2 separate regions of the Rattus norvegicus genome follow, and region 1 is linked to region 2. A link is a contact called in public Hi-C data. All regions are on one chromosome and are shown on one strand. The core of a region is the stretch at or near the end of the contact, and the rest is flanking DNA. Distances in the headings are between cores, read along the strand shown.

Region 1 (4,115 bases), core at 1,121-3,620, 89 kb before region 2:
GGCATGACTTGATTATTGAAGCTGGGTAATGGGAACATAGGGAATCTTAGGCTATTTTCTATTCTGTAGTATACGTTAAATTTTTTTTTCTGAAAAAAAAAAAAACTTTCCAAATAAGGTCTTTTATCCTAATGTTAAGAATCTTCTCTTGCCAGGCACAAAATTGTTATGCTGACAGTTACTTAATACAGGCAGTGTTTGAAGCAATGCAATCACCACATGTAATATCTACATATCTATATAGATATAAATAGAGATATTTGTTGCTTCTTGCTTTCTTTTAGAGACTTCCTCAGGCTTCTGTCTGGAAGGCATTATAACTCATCAGACAGACCTCCCAACGGACCTCCCAAAGGACTTACATGGCTGGCTTTCAAGAGGGCCTGCTCCTTGCTGTTCTTCACAGCCTTGATTAACATCACTGGGGAGTAGGTCTCTGTCACGAGTTTTTCCTGTTGAGAACATGAACCAAAAGATGGACTAGAAGCACCGTCCAAGGTAAGTGGTGCTTTTACAAAGGGCAGAGAGGAAGTCCTAGCTAGGGTGAGACTGTAAGACTTGCTGATCTCTTTCATGACCAGGTCCTCTCCTTTGGCTGCTTTCTGAATAGGCAGGTCTTTCCTAGTTTTCTGCATATAGGTTTCCTTGATGAAAATTGTCCTGGCACTAGCAGTCAGGTCTGGCATGTTGGAGTTTCTTACACATATCAGAGTGGTTCCCAGGCCCCAAACATATACTATGGCAGCCAATGGGCTTCACAAGTACTATATCCTTGAAGTCATACAACTCTTATAAGGGCTCAACCTCATGACCATTTTAAAGAAACAGAGATCTAGACTGACTGAGCTACTTGTCCTCTTCCTCCTCTTCCTCCTCTTCCTCCTCCTCCTCCTCTTCCTCCTCCTCCTCCTCCTCCCCCCTCCCCCTCCCCCTCCCCCTCCCCCTCCCCCTCCTCCTCCTCCTCCTCCTCCTCCTCCTCCTCCTCCTCTGTCTTCCATCAATGAGTTCTAAACAGCTACACAGTGCACATTAGCTGACTGACAAGCTGGACCAATGGCAGAGGGGTCCCATTTAGACAGTTATGTCTGGAGCAGAAGGAGGCCAGTGACTGGCAAACCTACCTTTGGTATCACATCATAGACCCCATAGGTGGTATAGCTGATCCCAATCAAGATTTTCACATTGCCTGAAGCATAGGCTTTCACACCATCACGAATTTGACTGTAGTCTTCAAGTTGTACACACATGGGTAGTGTGCAGTTTGTATTCAGGTACTGCAGGGTCTCCAGGCTAAAGCGACTCTTGTTGACAAACAACCTATGTGGAGAGGGAAGACCAGGAGGGTCCTGAGTGCCTGCCTACTAGGGGGAACACATGGAATTGGAAGCATATGGGGGGTCTTTTGATTCCAAAGGGTCACAGGGAACCAACATAGAGAACCAGGGGATTAGACTTGGTTTAACTGGGACTAATAGTCAAGCGGTCAGGAACAGCTAGTGGGAAGTTTCCTAGGAGAAGTCTGGTGTGGTAGGCACCCAAAGTTACGAGTAGCCTGAAGGCTGTGACATCAGTGGTACAGGATAGGGTGGAAGCTGGAGGAGATTCACAACAGTAAGCGGAGGAGAAGCTGTACCTGATGGAAGAGTCCGTGAGCAGCGTATAGGAGTAGAAGAAGGGGTTATAGGGGATGTCACTGCTACGGAGGTTGAAGAGCCCTGGAAAAAAATTGATGGGATTTTTTGAGGTCATTCTGAATGGGAGCAGCATTTATGACACCTGTGTTCCACTATCTGTTTTGGCTTCAAGATTACTACTGACAGCAGTTTGTGGCATTTGCCTATGAATGCTTCTCAACCTTTTTAGAGATCTCAAGCTGCTGAAGAGAGCTATAGATGTCTCCTCCATAAAATGGAGAGAGGTGACATTAAGCACTAAGTATTGGGGCATCCTCCAAATGTCTGAAGCTCAGCCATAGGAATTGGGCGGGAAGTCTTCAGCCATGTGGGAACAGAAGAGGGTTACTCTGGGTATCAAAGTTGGGACTTTGAGTGGCCTAGATGACAATCAGGGTTGCTGCTGGCTTTGTGGACCTTCTTTCTCCTAAGAAGACACAATTACCCTGTTGCCCTGGCCAGTACATTTCGCAGGTAGCCTGTGGGCTTACCCACTTGCTTGGAGCTCCCTGGTTTCCTTGTTCTGTAGCCCTGAGCAGCTGCTCTCTCCCACTCTAAGCTCCCACAGACTATGACCACAGAGCTCACAGGAGCTGGTGAATATGTTGTTATTTTAGGAAAATCTCTATGTCACAAGGCCCAGGAGGCTTGGGACTACCAGACCCACTCATGTTCACAAATCCCCACTCACAGGCTGTCTCATCGAGTGCGGATAGAAGAACCCCAGTTGGAGCCATGGTGTGGTTCTGCATATAGCTTCGGATGGCGGATACTTTTTCCTGCCAAGTGCTTCCTAGAAGCAAAGGAACCCAAAGAAAGTATGAGTGACATACGATGTCTTTGGCACAGGGATCCTGAGAAAATCCCCAAGAGTAGTAGTTTTTCTTTATTGCCAGTGGAAGATATGGAGCCTTGAACATTGAACAAGTACTCTGTGATTGAACTACTCCAGCCCTCTATATTTCCAAAAGCAGTAGAATTCTATCATCAAACAAGATCTGACTTTTGTTATTCATGACTTGCCCCCTAACCCAGATGGGGGCTTCAACCACAGCCCTGCTATTAGTCATCATTGGGTGTGATGGTGAGCAAATTACTTGACAGCTCCGTGTCTCATTTTGCGCATCTGTTAGATGAGGTTGGGTTGGAACAATAGTATCTAACTCAATAGGTTTGATACAAAGATCAAATGGGTGGACATTTATAAATCCATAGAAAGGCATTTGCTAAGTCTCATATTGCTTTTTTTTTTGACCTGTCAAAAAAACATATAGAGAGAACAGAAGATTTGCTGTAAAAGAATTGCATTTAACTTGGCCCAGCAGTAACTCCAGCACTCAATCAACCAGCCATGGATAATGGACTAAGCATGTCTTGTGTGTTGTTTTAATTTTTGTACCTTCCATTTTACAGATGAGGTTTCAGACAGGTAGAATGAGTTGCTTGGAGTTTCATAGCTGAAGAGGTGCAACTGGGATTTGAACCCATATCTGTGTGATGGGCCTCACCTACATTCCTAATCTGCACTAAATTGGGCTTTCTTACTAATGCTTTCACTCTTTTAAGTGGTCTTTAAACTTTGTCCAGTGCTTTCCTTCCTAGAGTGCTTGTATCTAGGTTCCAGGTTCCAGGAGTTCAGATTTCATCTCCTTTTCTGCCTCCTGCAAGGCATTGGAAGTCTTTCTCTAGACAGTACTTGGGAAAAAATTGGCAGAATGTCATAAGCATTAAGAGTCATATTTGGGCCCAGATACAGAAATGATAACTTAATGCTATTAAAAAACTTTATGCAAATGGGTAAAACTACTCAACTAGAACCAAAAGCTTTGGGTCTGATATATTTTTAAAGTTTATTTTATTCTGATAAAACAAGACATTTTAGGGCTGGAGAGATGGCTCAGTGGTTAAGAGCACTGACTGCTCTACCAGAGGTCCTGAGTTCAAATCCCAGCGACCACATGGTGGCTCACAACCATCTGTAATGAGATCTGATGTCCTCTTCTGGTGTGTCTGAAGACAGTGACAGTGTACTCACATATATAAATAAATAAATCTTAAAAAAAAACAAGACATTTTAGCCTTCATAAAGTACACAATTCAGCTGGCTTTCAGTATACTCATAGTGTTGCACAATCATTGCCAGTATCCAATTCTAAAACATTCTCAACACCCCCAAAGGAAACCTATTAAGGAATCCCTCCTCATTTCCCCTCCTTCCAGCCCCAGGAAATCACTAATCTACTTTCTGTCTCTATGAATTTGCCAATGCTGGGTGTTTCATATAAATGGAATTATACAAGTTGTGGCTTCTTCCACTTAAAATTATGATTAAGATTTATAAGTATTACTTCGTACGTTGGCTCATGACTCTATGGGAGGCTGAAATAGGCGGATCACTGTGGGTTTGAGGCCAGTTTGGGCAATATAGTAAGTTTAACTTCA
Region 2 (4,178 bases), core at 1,168-3,667:
GCAGAAGAAGCTTTGAAGCCTCAAAGGGGATAAGTTAGACATCTGGAGCCACACAGTCTATGTAAGGAATTGAGGAGCAGAACTTAAAACCATTTACTAAAAGTCTCAGGTTTAAAAGAAAAGACATACTGCTCACATAAACCCACAGTACACAGAGGTAGGAAGTCAACTGGGCAGCTAAAGCGCTAATGGTTCTGCTATAGGACACTGGAACTGTATAGCATGGAGTTGATGTGGGGACGAATGGCACACTGCTCTCCCAGAGGTCGGCCATCTCATCTCTGTTCCCAGCAATACATACACCAAATTGTGTCCCTGCCTCACATGGATGCTAACTAAGTCTTGTGAATGGGCCATGTTCTTTGCTGCTTAGTCTAGGAGCCACCAGCCATGCATATATGGCTTGAGCAACTAAAAAAAAATGACCAGTATGACCAAGGAACTGAAAATTTAACTTTGTTTAGAATGAGATTAGTATCTATCATATTGGAAAGCAGAATTTCAACGCACTCAGCAATAGTCATCCTCATCCCAGTTAACATGCAATGAAATATGAAACTTTCTATTAAGCTTTGAGGGACACTTATTTGCATGTCACAGACTTGCTCCATCAAGAACGAGAGCTATACGTTTCCTAAGGATGACTCTGTAAGGGCCTCTTCCCAATTTGTACCCTGGAGTTGTCAGAGCAGAGACTATCCTTCCCATAAGATTCAGTACGTGTGGGTAAGGGCAGCAATGGCCTACAACAGACACATCTAGAGGACAGTGTTTCTTGTTCTCACTGAACTATTCTTTCCAGTAGGAGAGGGCAAGAAGAGAGTGACATGGTACCCATGCTGGCTGTTTAGATCTAGGGTCCCTCAACTGAAGAGAGTCTTCCTGGTCCCTCTTCTTTACAATGTGGCCAGTTGGATCACAGAACACCATCAAGAACCCTGTCTTATTCCCATCCAACTCCATTAATTTATTTGAACAGTTACTCATATATTTAAAATCATAAATTCTGAAGCCCCAGTTAGCTCTGAGGCCCTGTTCTGGGCCTGGAACTGCATTTATACAGAAAAAGGGTCACTTTCTTGTAAATGGTTTTGGCAGAGAAACTGACAACGTGTATGTATTGGAATGTTGTAACATTTCAAAGATATTCCATAGTGATATAGCCTACCTTTTCACATCTTCTGTGGTACATAGAAACACTGTCCAACGTACCTTTTGTGTATGGTTGGATGTACACATGGAGCAAACTGCCTGCCTTGCTTCAAGGTGGAAACACCTTTTGATTTAGTCTTTTAATATGTGTTGAGTGCCACCTATGTGCAGAGAGTGATATTGGGGACTTTAGAGAGATCTGGAAGATTGGGACCATTATGGTCCAATCTTAAGGGGTTCCCAGTCTGGTGCATTTCTTTGGGAGCCCCCAGGCTGTAAAAGGAGCTAAGCCTCTAGAGTAGAAAGGCAAATGGTTCCGGGGCCCTCTTATAGCAAGGAATCCCAGTTGAGTGTAAAAAAAAATTCAGCCGAGTTTGGAAGGCGTTGGGAGGCCCCCCTACAATGGGACAAACTAAGTAAAGGACAGCTCCAAGCAACAAGAAGGGGAACGCGGTAGAACCCTGCAGAATGTCTCCGAACAGTGAAGAGGAACCAGGGGGCAGTATCTCCGGAATGGGCAGAGACAGAACGGTGGCTTTTAGATTGAGTGGGACATCGAGGTTTTGCTGTATGCATAAAGAGCTTAGTCATGGAGCCAGGCATCCAGGTAGAGGGCACACGTTGGGGGACAGCGGGAGAATTAAGGGTGGTAAGCAGTGACCTAAGTTTTATGCACACCCTAGGCAGTCACCCCCAATTCTAATTCAGTTGAAGATGCAGAGGAGAAAGGAGGCGGAGTAGGGGAGGTCTTGAGCAAAGGAGCAAACCCATACTTGGGGATGCAGTGTCAAGGAAAGAAAGAACAAAGTTAGATTCAGAAAAGGAGGGAGGGTGTTGTGGGGAGTCCAAACAGGATCCTTCTCCAAATGCCCAACTATCCTGACAGCTGTTAAGGAAACCCAGGTGAGAAAGGGTTAAGAGTACCCTTCACTGCTCCAAATGTTTTTTGCGTTTGAAATCCTTCAGGTCTCTACGAACCCTCTGGACCCCGGCCAGGCAGGCATTGTCCCGGGAGCAGTTGTGGGTTGTCCGAGCAGCCGCTCAGCCTTTGTTGTGGGGCCACCTCGGGGTTCTCTCTCGCGCCCTGGATAGGGCTGCAGCATGCTTCCCGGGAGGGGGGCGGTGCGGGAGGCTCACTCCCTCTCCCTCTTCCTGCCTCCCCCCGCCCCACCCCCGCCTCCTAATGACCACATGACCAAGTGGGCTCGCGGCCAAACCACAAGCTACAAAATGCAGACCCCGAAGTGAGCAGGGAAGCATTCTCTCCAGCAGCCTGGACCAACGGGTAGTTGGGAGTCGCGGGCAGAGCACAGCTAACCACTTGGAGAGTTTTTGCTGCTGACTGGAGCCACCAAGGCCAGCTTCGCGGCGCTGCCCTGCGGCGGCAGAGGAGGCTGCACCAGAGCAGAGGCAGCGAGCAGGCTTGGGGCCGGTAGCCAGCGGTGCGGCTGGGGCGCTCACTCTCTCCAGCCAGCGGTCCGGGAGCCACGCGAGCTCCGTGCCCGCACGCGCTAGCCCCGGCTCGCGCCTTTCTTTGCGTCAGGGTGCCCGGCCTCTCCGCCCACTCGCCGGCTCATTAGGGCTGCCACGGACCGAGTTGCAGCATGAATCTGAGTTTCTGCGTGCAGGCGCTGCTGCTGCTCTGGCTCTCCTTGACTGCCGTGTGTGGAGGTGAGTGCGTGCCCTCTTGCTCGCTTGGGCTTTCTCCGGGGCTCTCCCGAGGTGCAGCCTGCGCGATCCTCTCTTTCCGCCCCACGCGCGTTCTTCCCGCCTCCGGGGAAACCCGGCGCGAGTCTTGCAGGAGCAGCCACGCGCCAGCCGCACCGGGAGGCCTATTGACAGGGCATCTGGGGCCACGGGGCGACGTGCCATGTAGGCTTTGCTTCTTCGGACAGCGCGGGGGGCTTCGTGATTATCTGGTATATCACCACTTAGCACCCCCATACTCCCGTGTCCCTCGTACTTTAAAGTGTTCCGTGCCACAGACTCACACTTTATGTCCTGCACCCTGCACCCTGTACCCCACGTGGTGGTGGTTCAGGGTTGGGGGAGAGGATGGGAGCATGTCCAGCTCACCTCGTGAATCAGTGGAGGTGGCTGACCTGAGCTGAGTGGGTCAGGACTCCATGTTGAAGGTCTCTGGGTCTTGGAGTTTAGGGGCTGCTGGCCAGTCCAGGGGCTCAAGCTACTGGGGATGATGTGCCAACATGTAGACGTGACACTTGTTGCATAGTCAGGAGCACGCTGCGGGGGCGGGGGCGACCGCAGTGGCTAGTGGATCTCAGCTGTTGCTCCTTCAGCCTCTGTGTAAGCAGAGGTATAGTCCTTAGGCAGATCTGGACTGGACAGGGCCAGGCTGGTATTCTGTACTCCAAGGTCCTGGATGATTTTGTTCCCTGCTCCATTGTGGGACACCTGGCTCCACAACCTCCATCTCTCTGGAGACTTGGCTCTTCTCAATTCTGGCTTCATCCTCCACTCTTGCCCCAGGTATAACTTTGGTCCCCGGTCTCCAGGTACCAAAAAAGAGGAAACACAGGCACTTGATCTCATAACCTCCACGCAGCTCAGGGAAGAGGACTCCCTTCACCTCCACCTGTATTAACCTCCTACCTGGAAATTCTCTGCACCGATAATCTCTTGTCTACTTCAGTCTCCTGGGTCCTTAGTGTCCCAACAGCTCCTGCTCGGTCTGCCTGTCCTCTGTGGGTCAGAGCCTCCTGGGACTGCCAGCTCCCACCTTCAGCTGCCCCAGTCCTGTGATCTGGCTGTCACGGCAGCCTGCCTGGCACAGCCGAAAGGGAAGGCCGAGACCAGGTGGACAGTTGCCAGTGCCAGGGCTGGAGTCACAAGGAGGTGAGAGTGGAGAGAGAGGGAGTGAACAGGACAGCAAGTTTCCTAGAGGAAGGGCCCAGGAACATTCTTAGTTTGACGACCCCCCCCCACCCCCCAGAACAGGAAGATGGCATACTGCCCAGGAGCCTCTGGGGTTCTAGCCAACTCTGCCTGCCTCTCTGTGTAACCAC

Evidence for each region. Hi-C and Micro-C count contacts between places; a contact is called where the count stands out from the background.
Region 1: a Hi-C map of prefrontal cortex shows a contact between it and region 2, with 2.6 times the contacts expected there. The contact joins the enhancer-like site here to the promoter of Apln in region 2. A contact is called at or near these places in 3 of 12 Hi-C or Micro-C datasets (Schwann cells, frontal cortex and prefrontal cortex).

The regions. Positions count from the first base shown.
Region 1 is chrX:132,178,591-132,182,705 of GRCr8, reverse strand. It overlaps Xpnpep2 (X-prolyl aminopeptidase 2), which reads right to left. Exons shown (of 21, transcript NM_057155.4): 8 at 2,365-2,466; 9 at 1,634-1,715; 10 at 1,122-1,317; 11 at 363-452. Among named protein-coding and RNA genes, the nearest start is that of Xpnpep2, 12 kb to the right of the region's middle. Within about 2 kb of position 2,370, at least 4 of the 93 cell types and tissues checked have an H3K27ac peak or open chromatin away from gene starts, as enhancers often do. A contact at or near this core is called in prefrontal cortex, where this site is marked.
Region 2 is chrX:132,089,485-132,093,662 of GRCr8, reverse strand. Apln (apelin) reads left to right here and starts at 2,417. Exons shown (of 3, transcript NM_031612.3): 1 at 2,417-2,823. The coding sequence starts at 2,757.